Regions from separate parts of the Mus musculus genome. Here region 1 is linked to region 2. The links are chromatin contacts, called in public HiChIP or PLAC-seq maps. All regions are on one chromosome and are shown on one strand. The core of a region is the stretch at or near the end of the contact, and the rest is flanking DNA. Distances in the headings are between cores, read along the strand shown. Region 1 overlaps Grap2 (GRB2-related adaptor protein 2). Region 2 holds the start of Snord83b (small nucleolar RNA, C/D box 83B).

Evidence for each region. HiChIP or PLAC-seq counts read pairs in DNA pulled down with a chosen protein or histone mark.
Region 1: an H3K4me3 HiChIP or PLAC-seq map of bone marrow-derived macrophages shows a contact between it and region 2, with 3 times the contacts expected there. The contact joins two enhancer-like sites. A contact is called at or near these places in 3 of 39 promoter capture datasets (the 3T3-L1 cell line and hippocampal neurons), 1 of 484 Hi-C or Micro-C datasets (the N1E-115 cell line) and 1 of 115 datasets of contacts at active chromatin or transcription factors (bone marrow-derived macrophages).

What each region holds. Positions count from the first base shown.
Region 1 is chr15:80,645,483-80,652,383 of GRCm38.p6, forward strand. It overlaps Grap2 (GRB2-related adaptor protein 2), which reads left to right. Exons shown (of 8, transcript NM_001289442.1): 6 at 655-870; 7 at 2,376-2,492; 8 at 2,941-6,901. The coding sequence ends at 3,120. It overlaps Mir6957 (microRNA 6957), which reads left to right and starts at 591; the gene lies at 591-654. Within about 2 kb of position 4,624, at least 36 of the 459 cell types and tissues checked have an H3K27ac peak or open chromatin away from gene starts, as enhancers often do. A contact at or near this core is called in bone marrow-derived macrophages, where this site is marked.
Region 2 is chr15:80,072,941-80,079,926 of GRCm38.p6, forward strand. Rpl3 (ribosomal protein L3) reads right to left here. Exons shown (of 10, transcript NM_013762.2): 6 at 6,750-6,910; 7 at 5,767-5,868; 8 at 5,391-5,486; 9 at 5,047-5,166; 10 at 4,841-4,954. The coding sequence ends at 4,910. It overlaps Snord83b (small nucleolar RNA, C/D box 83B), which reads right to left and starts at 5,639; the gene lies at 5,563-5,639. Within about 2 kb of position 1,956, at least 56 of the 459 cell types and tissues checked have an H3K27ac peak or open chromatin away from gene starts, as enhancers often do. A contact at or near this core is called in bone marrow-derived macrophages, where this site is marked.

The sequences.
Region 1 (6,901 bases), core at 3,374-5,873, 580 kb after region 2:
CAGTATGAAGCAGAGAGGCCTTGCTCCTTTCTGGCACATGGGGCACCAGGCCTGGTTTTCACAGCTCTGCCAGACTGTTGCTATCTAGGGTCGCTAGGACAGGCCGTAAAGGACAGCTCCGGATGATGCCAAGTCAAGAGTAGAGATATCTGGAGGGTAGGATGTCCAGCAGTTTGGCAACAGGTGACGACATGTGGATTATTTGTCACGCATGATCTTGGCTGACCTTTGCTTTCTCTTCTGAACGACTGTGTGCCCTGGATGGGGAACCCTCTCCTCCCATAATTGTAACATGCCAGTCTCGAAAACAGCTGATGGCCTGGGAGACAGGGTTTACTTCCCCAAAGCACACGTGTCCTTTTCAAACCACCTATCCCTGTCTGTCACATAGAATAGTTAAGCCTGATTACAGACAGAAACAAACCAGTAGGAATGGATTGAGCAGAGACCGCATGGAAACGGATAGATTGTCAACCAGAGACCTGAACTCCTGAGCTAGGAAAGACTTGAGTATTCGCAGGCCACTTTTGATAACGTGGAGGTCTAAACCTTCGATTTTCTTTAAGCCCTACCACCACCACCACACAGTTACTGCCAGAAGAGAGACAGGATCTAGGGAAAGGATGAATCTGGATCTCTTGTTTTCTCTTCCAGGGTCACCGGGGCAACAGCCTGGACAGGAGGTCCCAGGGCGGCCCTCACCCGAGTGGAACCGTAGGAGAAGAAATCCGACCTTCAGTGAACCGGAAGCTGTCAGACCACCTTCCTCTGGGTCCCCAGCAGTTCCACCCGCACCAGCAGCCGTCACCCCAGTTCACACCAGGGCCGCAGCCCCCTCAACAGCAGCGTTATCTGCAGCATTTCCACCAGGTATTTGAGGAGACGGAAGGGACAAGGACAAAGAGCGAAGGCTGAAATAGTGAACTCCAAGGTGGTGAAGAGACGCTGTCTCAAGACATAAGGCAAATGGAGAGAGAGAAAGATACTGACTTCCGGTGCCCAACTCCCCACCACACCACACCACACACACACACACACACACACACACACACACACACACACACACACACACACACACGAAGACTAATTCTCCTGTCATCAGACTTTCAATCCCTGCCCCTTAACCTGTAAAAAGAAAACCGGATTAACACCTACCGCTGCCCTGATTGTTTATCTACCCCTGCCTGCTCCAGAAGGGAATTGCTAGAGGCTTACAGAGAGGGACAATACAATAAGACAACATTGGTCTACATCCCTCCACGGGGCACACAGTCCTTTGTGAGCTGCCTGTATCTACTTTCCCAGGCCCATATCCTGCTACCAGCCCCCACTACCGTGCAAACACGCAACCCAGCAAACGGCACCACACTGGCGTGGCTCAGAGCATTTTCTCTCTTTCTGGCTTTTTATAAACTGTTCTGTCTGCCTGATGAGTCTGTCCTGGCCCAAACCGCTTCTCCTTCAAACTGAAGCCCAGGCACCACCTCTTCCAGGATGCCCTCCATGATCTACCCAGGCACACCTGGGCTTTCCCATTTGCTCATTTAGCACATCACTGTATATGGTCCTTCCTCTAAACCAGCAAATGTTCCTGATTTTTTTTTTATTTGTAAATAGGAAAAGAACCACACAAGCTAGGTATGACAATGCATGCCTATAATCCCAACATTTAGGAGCCTGAGGCAGGAGGATTAAGAGCCCAACTCTATCCTGGGCTACACAGTGAGTGCAAGGTCAGCCTGAGCTATACAGTGGGACCCTGTCTTAAGATTAAAAGGGAAAAAAATAGGGCTAGAGAGATGGCTTAACGGATAAAGTGTTTGCTAGGCAGATAAGAGGGCCGGAAATCAGGTTCACAGCACCCACGTACAAACTAGCATCAGGAACACATCCTTAACCTCACTGCTGAGGCAGATCCCAGGAGCTCATTGGCCAATCAGTCTAGCTGAATCAGTGAGTTCCAGGTTCAGAAACATCCGTTCAAGTGGATAGAAGAGTGACAGAGGATACCCCATATCACCTTCAGGACTCTACACTAACACATGAATATACACATACACAGATGGTGATGATGATGATGGTGGTGGTGGTGGTGGTGGTGGGTTGGTTGCAATCCTGAGGCTCGGGGTACACAAGACTCCCCAAATTACTGTGATTTCATTGAATAAATGGAGGCCATCATCTTTGACTTCAGAATCTAAGATCCCTTCAGATTCCCTCCTGTGTGTTTTCCAAGATGAAGGGTGATGATGGCCAGCAAGTCTTCTTGGGTGTTATCTCAGTAGACAGCACCCCCAAGCAAGGCACAGGGTTGGGGCAGTCTGTGAGAGTCACCACTACTGATCCTGCAGCGGCCCTCTCCTTCATGTCTCTAGGACCGTCGTGGGGGCAGCCTGGACATAAACGATGGACACTGCGGCCTTGGAAGTGAGGTGAACGCCACGCTGATGCACCGGAGACACACCGACCCCGTACAACTCCAGGCAGCAGGGGTGAGTGAGCAGAGAGGGCGAGGAGGTCTCACCAGAGAGGGCTCAGCCTGGCTCATCCAGGCTGCTATTTTCAGACTATTGGGCTTTCACGCTCTTCTCCATCTCCTGGCAGCAGGGGATGCGTGAGGTTTATCCTTGCGATCCAGTACACGTGGCCTTGGGACCTACCCAGTGGTAGGGCACTTACATAACATATATGAGGTCCTAGCTTCCATCCCCTGTACCACAGTAGCAGAACAAGACCATATCAAGAGCAAAGGTAGTACGGCCCAGTAGCTTGGTGCCCAGGGCTGTGCATATCAGGTCTGCTTTAGATTGCTGCAAAGTCAGCCTTTGGGAAGGGCTCGGAGGACTCAGAATAGATCTAGAAGCTCACGGCTCCTCTGTGTGATAGTCGTACCAAAGACCAGCCTACCGAGCTCATTCCCATCTCTTGTCTCTCCTACAGCGGGTGCGTTGGGCCAGGGCACTGTATGACTTTGAGGCTCTGGAAGAGGACGAGCTGGGATTCCGAAGCGGAGAAGTGGTTGAAGTCCTGGACAGCTCCAACCCATCTTGGTGGACCGGCCGTCTGCACAACAAACTGGGTCTCTTCCCTGCCAACTATGTGGCCCCCATGATGCGATGAGTCGTACTGCAAGGCTTAGGGGCTTTTCGTCCAAAGCCGCCTGCAAGACAGAGAGGGGCGAGGGGGTAAAGCTGAACTTTATAATGACACATACATGCATACATGTGCATGTGTGCCCGAGTACACAAAACATGTATATGTATGCCGATGGCTACACACGACATTTTATAATAGTAATTTATTGGCAGGCAGGTTGGCTCGTTGATCAGCATGAGAAGGAACTTGGGTGGCGAGGGGGCCGTTTTGCCAGCTCTTCTCTGCCTGAGAGGGCAGTGGGGAGCTGGGAGCAGGGCGGGGAAATGACCTTTTCCAACCCTCAAACTTTCACCGTTTCCTTCCTGGCTTGGGAATTTTCCAAGAGAGCAGGCAGCTCAGCAGAGATCACACCCCAGGGATGGATGAACAGGGCAAGGCTGGGCTTGGCGAGGCACGTTAGGTAGTTCACCTGGCTCTGTCCACTTACAGGGTAGCTCCCCTCTTTTGCATAGAGCAGGCGCTGCGCCCTGAGAATTAAGGTGTAGCAGATGCAGGGCTTCAGGCACCAGGCAAGTCTGAGCAGGTCGCCAGCAAGGGTGTGGTCGGGAGGCTCCTCTTGGTGTGGGAGAGACACGCAGGCTCAGGCCTAGCCGATGTCTGGCTAGGACTTTTACTTTCCACCAGAGACTGTCCCTTGGGCAATCCTCTTCCCCTACGGCTGACAGGAGAGTTAGAACGGAGCGATGCCACAGAGGTTCTCCACAGGCCCTTGTGGCTTACTTGAATGTAACTTGTTTCCTCGGCTGCAGAGAAAGCTGCAGCCTAGATTCTTGGAAGTGCTTGGAGAAGCCCTGGCGGAGAATGTGGGATGTGTCAGCAGCCTCACTCTGTGGTTACAAGAGTGTCTCTGTGGAGCTCAATTGGGTTTTGCTCCTGATTTTCTGTGGTTGAGGACATCTTTGCCAGTGGACGAAAGGGAAGCCAAGAGTGCTGACTGTGGATCGACTGATAAATTGACAGACTGACTCTAACCCTGACAGGAGCTTTCACGGAAATGGGTTTCCTCTTCTGTTTGAGCGCTAGGCCTTCCCCTATCCTCCCTCCACCTGGGAAGAGGAAGCCCACTGCCACTGTCCCTCTGTCACCTTAAACTAGAATTGTGTGTCCTGGGGAATGGAGCACAGAGAAGCCTGGCTGGGTGGGGAGGGGGACTCTGGAGAGGAAGCCCAGTGCTTTTGGGCAGCCTGGGAGTAAAGATGTCAGAACAGAAGGTACTTACAAGGGTGTTGGTGTAGTCGTGTGTGTGTGTGTGTGTGTGTGTGTGTGTGTGTGTGTGTGTGTGTTCTAAGATAGGAAAGGAAGAGCTGGGTGAAAGGGGTGGTAAGCATATGTGATGGGAGGGGGGCTGTCTCCTTGTCCCCTCCTGCTTTAGGGAGGGACTGGAGGGCATCTGTTAGTGAGGGAGACAAAAGAACAGTCTGTGACTCAGGAGTCACTGCAGTGTGGCACATACTCTGTCCCTTGTGACTCTGATTCAACAATCTTCTGATCCCTAGGTTCCCTTTAGAGAGAAAGAGAGGGACCAGGAGGGAAGAGATCATAGCCTGGAGGCTCAGGGATGCAGCTGCAGCCCTGGGACAGGAAAGCAGAGACAGTGTCAGAAGATGGGTGGCAGGTGGGAGACAGGGAGACTGTGGGGGGTGGGGGTGGGGTAGTATCAATTGGGGCAGCAAGGGGAGACATGGGCAGGTGGTACAGAAAGAACTCTTACCCCTCCCCCGGAGAAGGTAGGAGCCCCCCCCCTAACACCCCCCCCCCAGCAGGTGAGGAAAGAGTGCATCAGGAGGAGGTGAAGGGCAGAGAAGGCGCCAAGGAGGAAAAATGAGGCCGGAAGCTGAGGCAAAGTGGGCCCAAGCTTGGTAGTAGGTGATGTGAGACATTACAGTAAATAAAAGCCAAAAGTGGTGTTTGGTTTTACAGTATTTGCAAACCATATGCTTTCCAACAGCCCACAAACTTCATCCATTTGGCTGATTCTGTGGGAGGAGCAGCCCTGGCTGAGGCAGAGATGACTAGCCTGGTTCTGGTCTAGTTACTATGCCTTGAAATACTCTATGAGAATACAGTAATAAAGTTTTGCCAGCCTGTATCTGGTGCTCATGCTGCACAGCCCTAGGAGAAGGGGGTACTCCTCACCTTGGGGCAGCAAAACCCCTAGAACAGGCATCCTGTTCTAGCAGGAGCCCTGGTGGGAGAAGGTAGGAGGAATTCTTTATTGAGGTATCCTCATTAGCAGGGTTCGATTCGAAAGGGAACAGGAGAGTCACCCCAAACCATGAAGGGAGACCAAGGACTCCCAGGGGCTGAGCCTAGGAGGCCAGCACCAAACTGTCTACCTGGGGCTCAGATCTCTTTGGATTCTGCTACTGCTTCCTGGGAAGTAGGTAAGGAAGAGAGCATGAGCCATCATACCCCCCAACTCTCTCTCTCTCTCTCTCTGGCTGCACAGCCAACTGCAAGTACACGGTCTCTGATTTTGGCCGACACACCATAGGTGCGACTTCATGACATCTGAGCAGAGAACTTCTAAGAAGAGCCAGTTCCTGTTGACCAATCAGAGTTTCCTCCCCACTTGCTGAAAAATCACTTCATTTCGAATATCCAGCAGCTACCATGGCCCACTCCCCATTACATGGTCTCAGTCTTTCCAAGATCTCAAGTATGTGAGCATTGTCTGGGGGCCGTGTTAAAATGCTGGCTCTGACTCAGCCTTATATCTATCTCTAACAAGCTCCCAGGTGCTTTGATCAGCAAGGGCATCGGTCTCACAAATCTAATTGGATTCTTTTTCTGGGGATAGTCAGCCACTGCTCTCTGTTGCTAGCGAATAAGTCACTTTGGCTTTGGGACAGGCACAACTCGTTACTGTCTTTATGACACCATTCCTGTTTGGCGGCCAGTGACTTCTTTTTTACATCTTCATCGGGGATCAGAAATTTTCCAAGTGACAGGCATTTGGCTGGAGACTCACACAGGAATTCCCTACTAGAAATCACTTTAACAGGAGCAGAAGCTGTGGAAGGTGCAGGAAGACTTCTCAGGAAATCCTGAAAGAGAAAAATCAATGTCCATCACTTTGGGCTCTGGGCAAGGCAGGGAATATCACTAGATCTCAGCTCACAGCCCACACAAGGGACAGACCGTCCTGGTCAAAATAATTGCATGACACAATTGTTTTGTCTAGTTTCAATGTGACTATCTGTAAGACAAGAGTGTGAAAAAAATCTACCACTGCAATTCTTTAAAACAAATTTATTTTTGTTATTGTTTTTCAAGTCCTTCCACTTCATCTCCCAGCCGGCGGCATCTTTCTGTCTCCCATAGCAACTGCACTATCTTCTGTACTTGTTGCCCTGCATTCCTTCCTGTGCCTGGTACACTCTCCACTCAGACACCAAGGCAATCTTTGGACAGACAAACCCAATCACACCACTTTTCTTCACAGGCATTTATCCTTGAACCTAAAATCCCAGCCCGGTCTTGCAAGGTCTGGCCCCTTCGGGATCATCTCTCCAACTTCCTCTTGCTTTCATACCCCTTCCCCACTGTCCTTCCTTCAGCCTCCAGATGGCTAAGAACCTTCCGAAGGGGGAGTCATAACTGTGGGTCCCCCCAGGATGCACATCCTGTGCTTTCCAGCTGACTGCTGTTCAGATCTGGGTTCACACGTCACTTCCTCTCATCACCCCCATGTGGAATAAAATACATCTTTAGATTACCTCTTGAGTCCCATGGTTTTCCTGAA
Region 2 (6,986 bases), core at 706-3,205:
TGCCTCCCCACATATGAAAAGTAAATGGGACAGCATGAGACATAAGCCAAGTGTGGCCTACCAGGCAGGGGTTTCCCCACCACTCAGCTCATCCTGGTTTGGAAGAGGGCCCTGTGTGGACTGAGATGTCGAGTCTGGATCTGGGCGGGGAGGTGGTGACTCCTAGTTCCCACCGCTGGCTTTCTGCCTGCTGTCTATTTTTATTATAGTTACTATTAAGGGTGTGTGTGTGTGTGGTAGGAGGGGGCATGCTACAATGCACAGATGGTGGTCAGAGGACAACTTGCAGTACTTGGTTCTCTGCTGGCTTGTGATAGAGGATCAGAAGTCCTAGGTCTTCCTCAGCTACATAAGGGGCTAGCTTGGGCTACATGACTATCTTAAGCAAACAAAACCCAGCAACAACAACACAACAACAACAACAAAAACCCTAACTCATCCAGGCTGATGAACTTAAACACACAGTAGGTACTTTATTTGACCATCTGTTTCTGAGTACCTACTATGTGCCTGCACAAATTGCTCTGAGACAGCCCAGCCTACAGGTGGAGGCCACACCGGACAGGACAAGCAGCAGGGACAAGCTGCAGAAGGCACTAAGGTAGCTTCAGGCTGCTGTGACCAGAGTACAGTGTCCAGGGAAGATGGAAAGGTGGTTCTGTGTCAGAGCTTCCTGACTGCACAGTACTCATTCCACTGAGTTTTATTTTGCCAAGTGGAGGGCCTAGGCTAGCCCTGCCTAAGACTGCTAAGTGCCGCCTCTAGTTTTGTGAATCAAATCAAAAGGTCTGGGTCATAGCTGGGCATGGTGGTATGTGCCTGGAGTTCCCTAGCACTTGGGAAGCTGATGCAGAAAGATCAGGATTCATGGCTAGACTGGGCTACATAGTGAGATCCAGGCCAGCCTGGGTAACCCCACCTGAAAATAGAAATCTTTGGGGTGCAAGACTGAGCATAGCTGTTCACTAGGCCTCATTGGGGGCATTAGCTTGGTTCTCACAGCCCTGCTTCTCCAGACCAGAAAAAAAGTCTTACAAGACTGTTCAGGCATCCAGCAAATATTCACAGACCTGGAATGGGGCTAAGGGGCATTCCATGAGCCCAACACATAGTAGGTGCTTCATAAATGTTGGCATAGGAAAAAATGTGAACCGCCGGGCGTGGTGGTACACGCCTTTAATTCCAGCACTTGGGAGGCAGAGGCAGGCGAATCTGAGTTCGAGGCCAGCCTGGTCTACAGAGTGAGTTCCAGGACAGCCACAGCTACACAGAGAAGCCCTGTCTTGAAAAAACAAAACAAAAAAACAAAAAACAAACAAACAAACAAGTGACCCATGGTAGGCCTTTCAGCCAGGAGGGCCTTGCCTTAGAGGAAAAGAGCAATAAAGCCCTTACAGGGAAGAGACCCTGGAAGCCTGGGTCTGACTTCCTGCTCTATGCCTTGGCTTCTAGAAACAAAGTCTTTTGCCAGCACTCAGTGTTTTTCTGAAACACTGTTTCAGAAAAACAAAACAGAACAGACAAAAAGAACAGCACATACCTAGCTGCACTGCTGTTTTCAATTGGATAGAGCTGCTGAGATTCCCCCAGTGCAAGACCCAAAGACTGAGGTCAGTGGCGAGCCGGAACCAGCAGCTCTCCAGCAGAAGGGCCCCGGGCCCAGACCTTCCATGGATGAACGGGTGACTGGCTTGGTTGTTTAACGCACCTTAGTGGTGCTGTTCTGGTATGGAGAAAGGTGGGTGGTGTCAGGGTCAAAGTGCATATACTGTGCACATGGGGACTGCTGTCCCTTTGCTTGGATTATCATCTGTGGAATGACAGGATAAACCTGCAGAAGCACAGGTCAGCCACTGTCACCTAGCACCCTGTGTCATGTCCCAGGCTGGGCGCTGGCCAGGCAACCCGCTGGAGGAGCCAAGTGGCAAGTGGATGGTGGCTGGAGGGATGGGGAAGTGGTTGCTTCGGCTATCTTTAGCACCTTCCCTCAGCCTTTGACTCTGCCAGGCTGAGTAGAACAGAGGGAATCAGGGCCACTTCTCCATAATCACATGAAACCAGTGACCTGGAGCCACTCGGGGACCCACTGTTGTATCTGACTCCTCACTGCCTGTCGTCAGGGATAAGCACTCCATCACCCCCATCTGTGAAGGAGGTATAGCCCATAGATGAACTTAGGGAAGGGAAAGGACAGGATTCAAGGGACTGCAGAAATACTGGGAACCACCCCTCTACCCCTCATGGAGCCTTAGTGGTCCTGCTTGTTTTAGACAGTGGACACAGTAGTCAGGTGCTTAGCTTAACCTCCTGAGGCAGCAACTGCCTTCAGCTTCCCTACTCCAAGGAATGAGCTTCTCTACCTCAGACTCCTATCGGCTGTAAGGATCACACATGCTCAGAAGCAAACCTTCCTCTGTGACTAGGGAATAGCAGGGGTAGGGACTGAAGCCCAGCCAGAGGTGTGAAACACTAGGGGCTCACCAGGCAGGCTGCCTCCCCTACCCAACCCCCAGGAGCCAGACCAGGTTTGACAGCTGCTTCTAGCATCGTGATCTTTATGATGCCTGGGCTCAGTCCCAGCAGTGCCCACCCCACAGCTGGTCAGTGGGTACCTTCTCCCGACCTCAGCTCTGCATCTGTATCACTGTGGGGTAGTAAGGAACCCATGTCAAGGAGTGGCCCTAAGGATTCTGAGTGTGAAGACCTCAGGCTAGACTGGAGAGAAGGAACTATGAGGCTCTTGGGAGTCGGCCAGCCGCTGGATCAAGGACCAGGCCCTTGTTAGAGGCTTCAGTAGAGGGAAGGGTGGTAGAGGGATCGCAAAACCAGACCAGACAAGTAGCTGCTTGCTGAGAACTGGCAGAATATGGGGTTTCCTGTACTAAGGAAGGAGGCAGCCTGGGGCCATGGCCACCCCAGCAAGACTGTCACCAGGATCCAGGTTATAGCACTGAGGCGAGCCCAGGTGGCAGGCCTAGCCAGGGCTGCCTGCCTCTTTGGGCAGTCGTGCCTTTTAAGGCAATTGCAACCCCACTAGTACTTCCCTGTGTTCCCACTTGCTCAGATTCTCAGCAGGTATTTTTTTTCCCCCAAGATTGGAACTCCTTTTGTCACCACGGGGTTCCAGTGAGGCCTGTCTGGGGGTTCTGGTGAGAAGAATATGCCACAGGCACCGGAGGCACACCCTCTGGGACTTACATGGGAAGGGTGGGGAGAGGCAATGACTCAGCCCAGTCCAGCAACTTGCAGAAATGCTGGGTCTCCCACCCTGGTACAGATGCTGTACTTCACAAAATTTGAGCTACTGTGTACCAAGCTCTGATCAAGGGAACCTGCAGTTGGCTTTTTCAGCTCTCCTCCCTCAGGAGCTGGGACCAGAGCCCAAGATATCTGTCCACAGAGCCTCTTCACTTGCTACTTCCTAAGAAAATGTCAGAGCTTCACCCTGTCTTTTGCTCAGGCCCCCATCACTGGACAGCCTGTTACTTGGACTTCTCTGCATTTATAACCTGCCTCCCCACACAAGTTCCTGAGATAAGCAGCTTCAGGACGGTCTTTCCAGTACTCCAGCAATGGCACTAGTGTACAGTGAGCACCAGACTCTGAAGACTAACCAGGCCTTGCCTGTATCTTAGGGCTGCCATCTTGGGCTAGGGCCAGCATTCAGACATCCTAACATCCACAAGGTGGCTCAACTTCATTTGTCTTCCTCTTCTGCCTCTGCATCCATGCAGGTGATTAAATGTAAACACACCAAGAACTATTCTGAGAGGCAGCAGGGTGTATATTTCCAGCACTTGAAGAGTCCCAGCTGGTATACAACCACCTGGGCTACATGTGGTCCTAACCTGGAGAATGTTGCTCTGGGGGTCTGATACTGGCCACACTAATGGGCAATCTTTCAATGCCTCCTTCAGACCTAAGAGGTCCCTAAAAGAGCCCAAGCCTGGGGTCAAGATATTGTGAGAATGCAACTGAGTGTTGCTGGGTTTTCACCATGTATGTGCTACACCCACCCCCTGGTGGCCCACGCCTGAAGTACAGCCTAAATTGCCAAACAGCATCAACAGCTAGCACTGATCCACCTCTGCAGACCTCCAAAGCCTCTTCCCATGTAGGGTTGCAGCACTATTATGAAAGGCCAGAGGCTCATGAGCAGCCTTTAATCTGATGTAGACAATGTTATACCAATCTATACATCTTCAAGTTGCTGATCATCACCCGATTTAGCATCAATCCCACTTTCACTGGGTTGCAGGGTCAAACCCCAGACTCATACTATCTGGATTGGATGCAAGCTCCTATTAGAGCCTCAGAGCCAAACCAAGCTGTTCTAAGGAGGGTTGGCCTATTAAATGGTAATACTAGATAGAGAGCAAGCCAACTATAAACCATCAGGTAGATCAAACCCAACCTTTTGCACGTTTTAGCAGGCCTAGGGCCTAATCAATAATACCTAAGAAACAGAGACCCAAACTCTGTACAGACTGGGAGGGGATACAGAAGCTGTGACAGATACATTAGGGACACATTACTCTTCAGTAGCCCCAACAATTGCTTTAGGCATTGCATTGCAAACCTGTCAGTTTCATTCAACAACTCAAATGTTGCTAAACTAGGCTCTTCAGTTCTTAGTGGCTACCAGGCTGGCCACTGCTCTTAAAGAAATGTGGAGCCGGGCGTGGTGGCGCACACCTTTAATCCCAGCACTTGGGAGGCAGACGGATTTCTGAATTCGAGGCCAGCCTGGTCTACAGAGTGAGTTCCAGGACAGCCCGGGCTATACAGAGAAACCCTGTCTTGAAAAACCAAAAAAAAAAAAAAAAAAAAAAAGAAATGTGGGAAAACCAGTGTGAGTAGAAATATTTTATTGGTGAGACCCCACCATCTGCACAAAGTGGTCCTGGAATCAAGCTCCTTCCTCCTTGGCAATGCGATCTTTCTTGAGTGGTCCCTGTAGAGGAGAAACAGAGGAGTTTCATTAGTTCTGAACATAGCCAAGGAGGCAAACAAAGACCAGGCACCCCAGCCCAGGTAGGTCCTTACCATAAATGCTTTCTTCTCCTCCATGGTCTGGAAGCGACCATGGCCAAATTTGGAGGTGGTGTCAATGAACTTCAGGTCAATCTTCTCCAGGGCCCGACGTTTGGTCTGAACCAGCAAGGACTATGGGCCAAAAAGAATGCTTAGCAGCTGACAAGCAGCGTTCAAATACTTAGCACCCGCTCAAACAGCCACCACACTGACACAGAACAGAGTGGGTAAAAGGCTAATGCAAAGTCCACCCTTCCCCAGGATTTCAATACCCAGACAGGCCAATTTCCGCATAGCTCAAGGCCTGTGATCCCCCATGCCCAGAATGACTGGTTAGAGCCCAGGATCAGTCTCACCTTACGAAGAGTAAGTACTCGCTTCTTGGTCCCCACCACACAGCCTTTGAGCATGATGAAGTCATTGGTCACCTCACCATAATGCACAAAGCCACCCTAAGGAATCATAGAAAGCCATTGGTCAGTGAGGGCAGTTAGCTGTATCAGAGGCAACTAAGATCAACAGGGCTGTTCTCAGAAGGAAGGCAACAGGGAATAATTCCTCAGTCTCTCTCGGGCGCTGTGCCCAGCGCACATTCCAGAGCCTCATCACAGAACAGCTGATTCTGACATCTTTCACCAACCCCACCTAGTGGACTCAGCTAGTTGCTGTGCAGAGGCACGCATGGCAGGTCCTGTCCCAGATATATCCTAAGGCTCAGCCCCCAGCACTCACCAGTGGGTTGATGCTCTTGTCAGACAAGTCATAGTCAGTAGATGCATTGTTCTTGATCAGTTTGCCATCCTTGATGAGGTAGCCTTGACCAATCTTGTAAATCTGCACATGAGAGTCAACAACTGAGAAGTCAGTCCTGAGAACCAGCATCCAAAGTCAGGTAGAAACCCTGAATGTCAGTGACTGGCCTGTTACCCAAATCAGCATAAAGTGGGAGGTCTATAATTGTGTTTTCCCATGTAATGGGCCAGATTAAAACACTATTTGCTGGAACTCTGTTCTAGAACTTGGGACAAAGGTAAGCGGCTCCTCTTTTACAGTTACCAAGCATCTTTTTTTTTTTTTTTTTTTGGTTTTTCGAGACAGGGTTTCTCTGTGCAGCCCTGGCTGTCCTGGAACTCACTCTGTAGACCAGGCTGGCCTTGAACTTAGAAATCCACCTTCCTCTGCCTCCTAAGTGCTGGGATTAAGGCGTGCGCCACCACCGCCCGGCCATTACCAAGCATCTTAAACTACTAAATCTAGGTATGGTAGCAACTCAGGCCTGTAATCCTAATAATCCTGAGGCAGACACAGGACTGCTACAACTCCAAGGCAGCGCATGCTATGCTGCTGTTATCTCAAAATGCATAAAAACTGCTTATAGAGATGGAGAGATAGATGGCTCAGTGATTAAGAGCACTAACTGCTCTTCCAGAGGTCCTGAGTTCAATTCCCAGCAACCACATGGTAGAGCTCTCAACCATCTGTACAGGGATCTGATGCCCTCAGTGGTGTCAGGAAATAGCTACAGTATACTCAAATTTTTTTAAACTACTTATAATTGAACCTTTAAAAATTTCCAACAATAACAACAAAAATTTCCTGGGAAAGGGTTAGGGCATTAATTAAACCTGGGTTAGGCAGTGTCATGGATTCCTAGGACTGACTGTTCTATGAACCCAATACCCTCTCTCATTTGCAGGATCCCCAATCAGCCTTACCTTCTTGTTAATCTCTGTTCGGTGATGGTAGCCTTTCTGCCCAGCTCGAGCCACAGAGAAGGCAACACGGGCAGGGTGCCAGGCTCCAATACAGGCAACTTTGCGCAAACCTCGATGGGTCTTTCGGGGCAGTTTCTTTGTATGCCAACGACTGGTTACCCCTGGAAAGAATGTTAACTTCATGGGGCTGGGCACGTTCCTGTCCCTTCCCAATGAGTACTCAAAATACCTGTGATT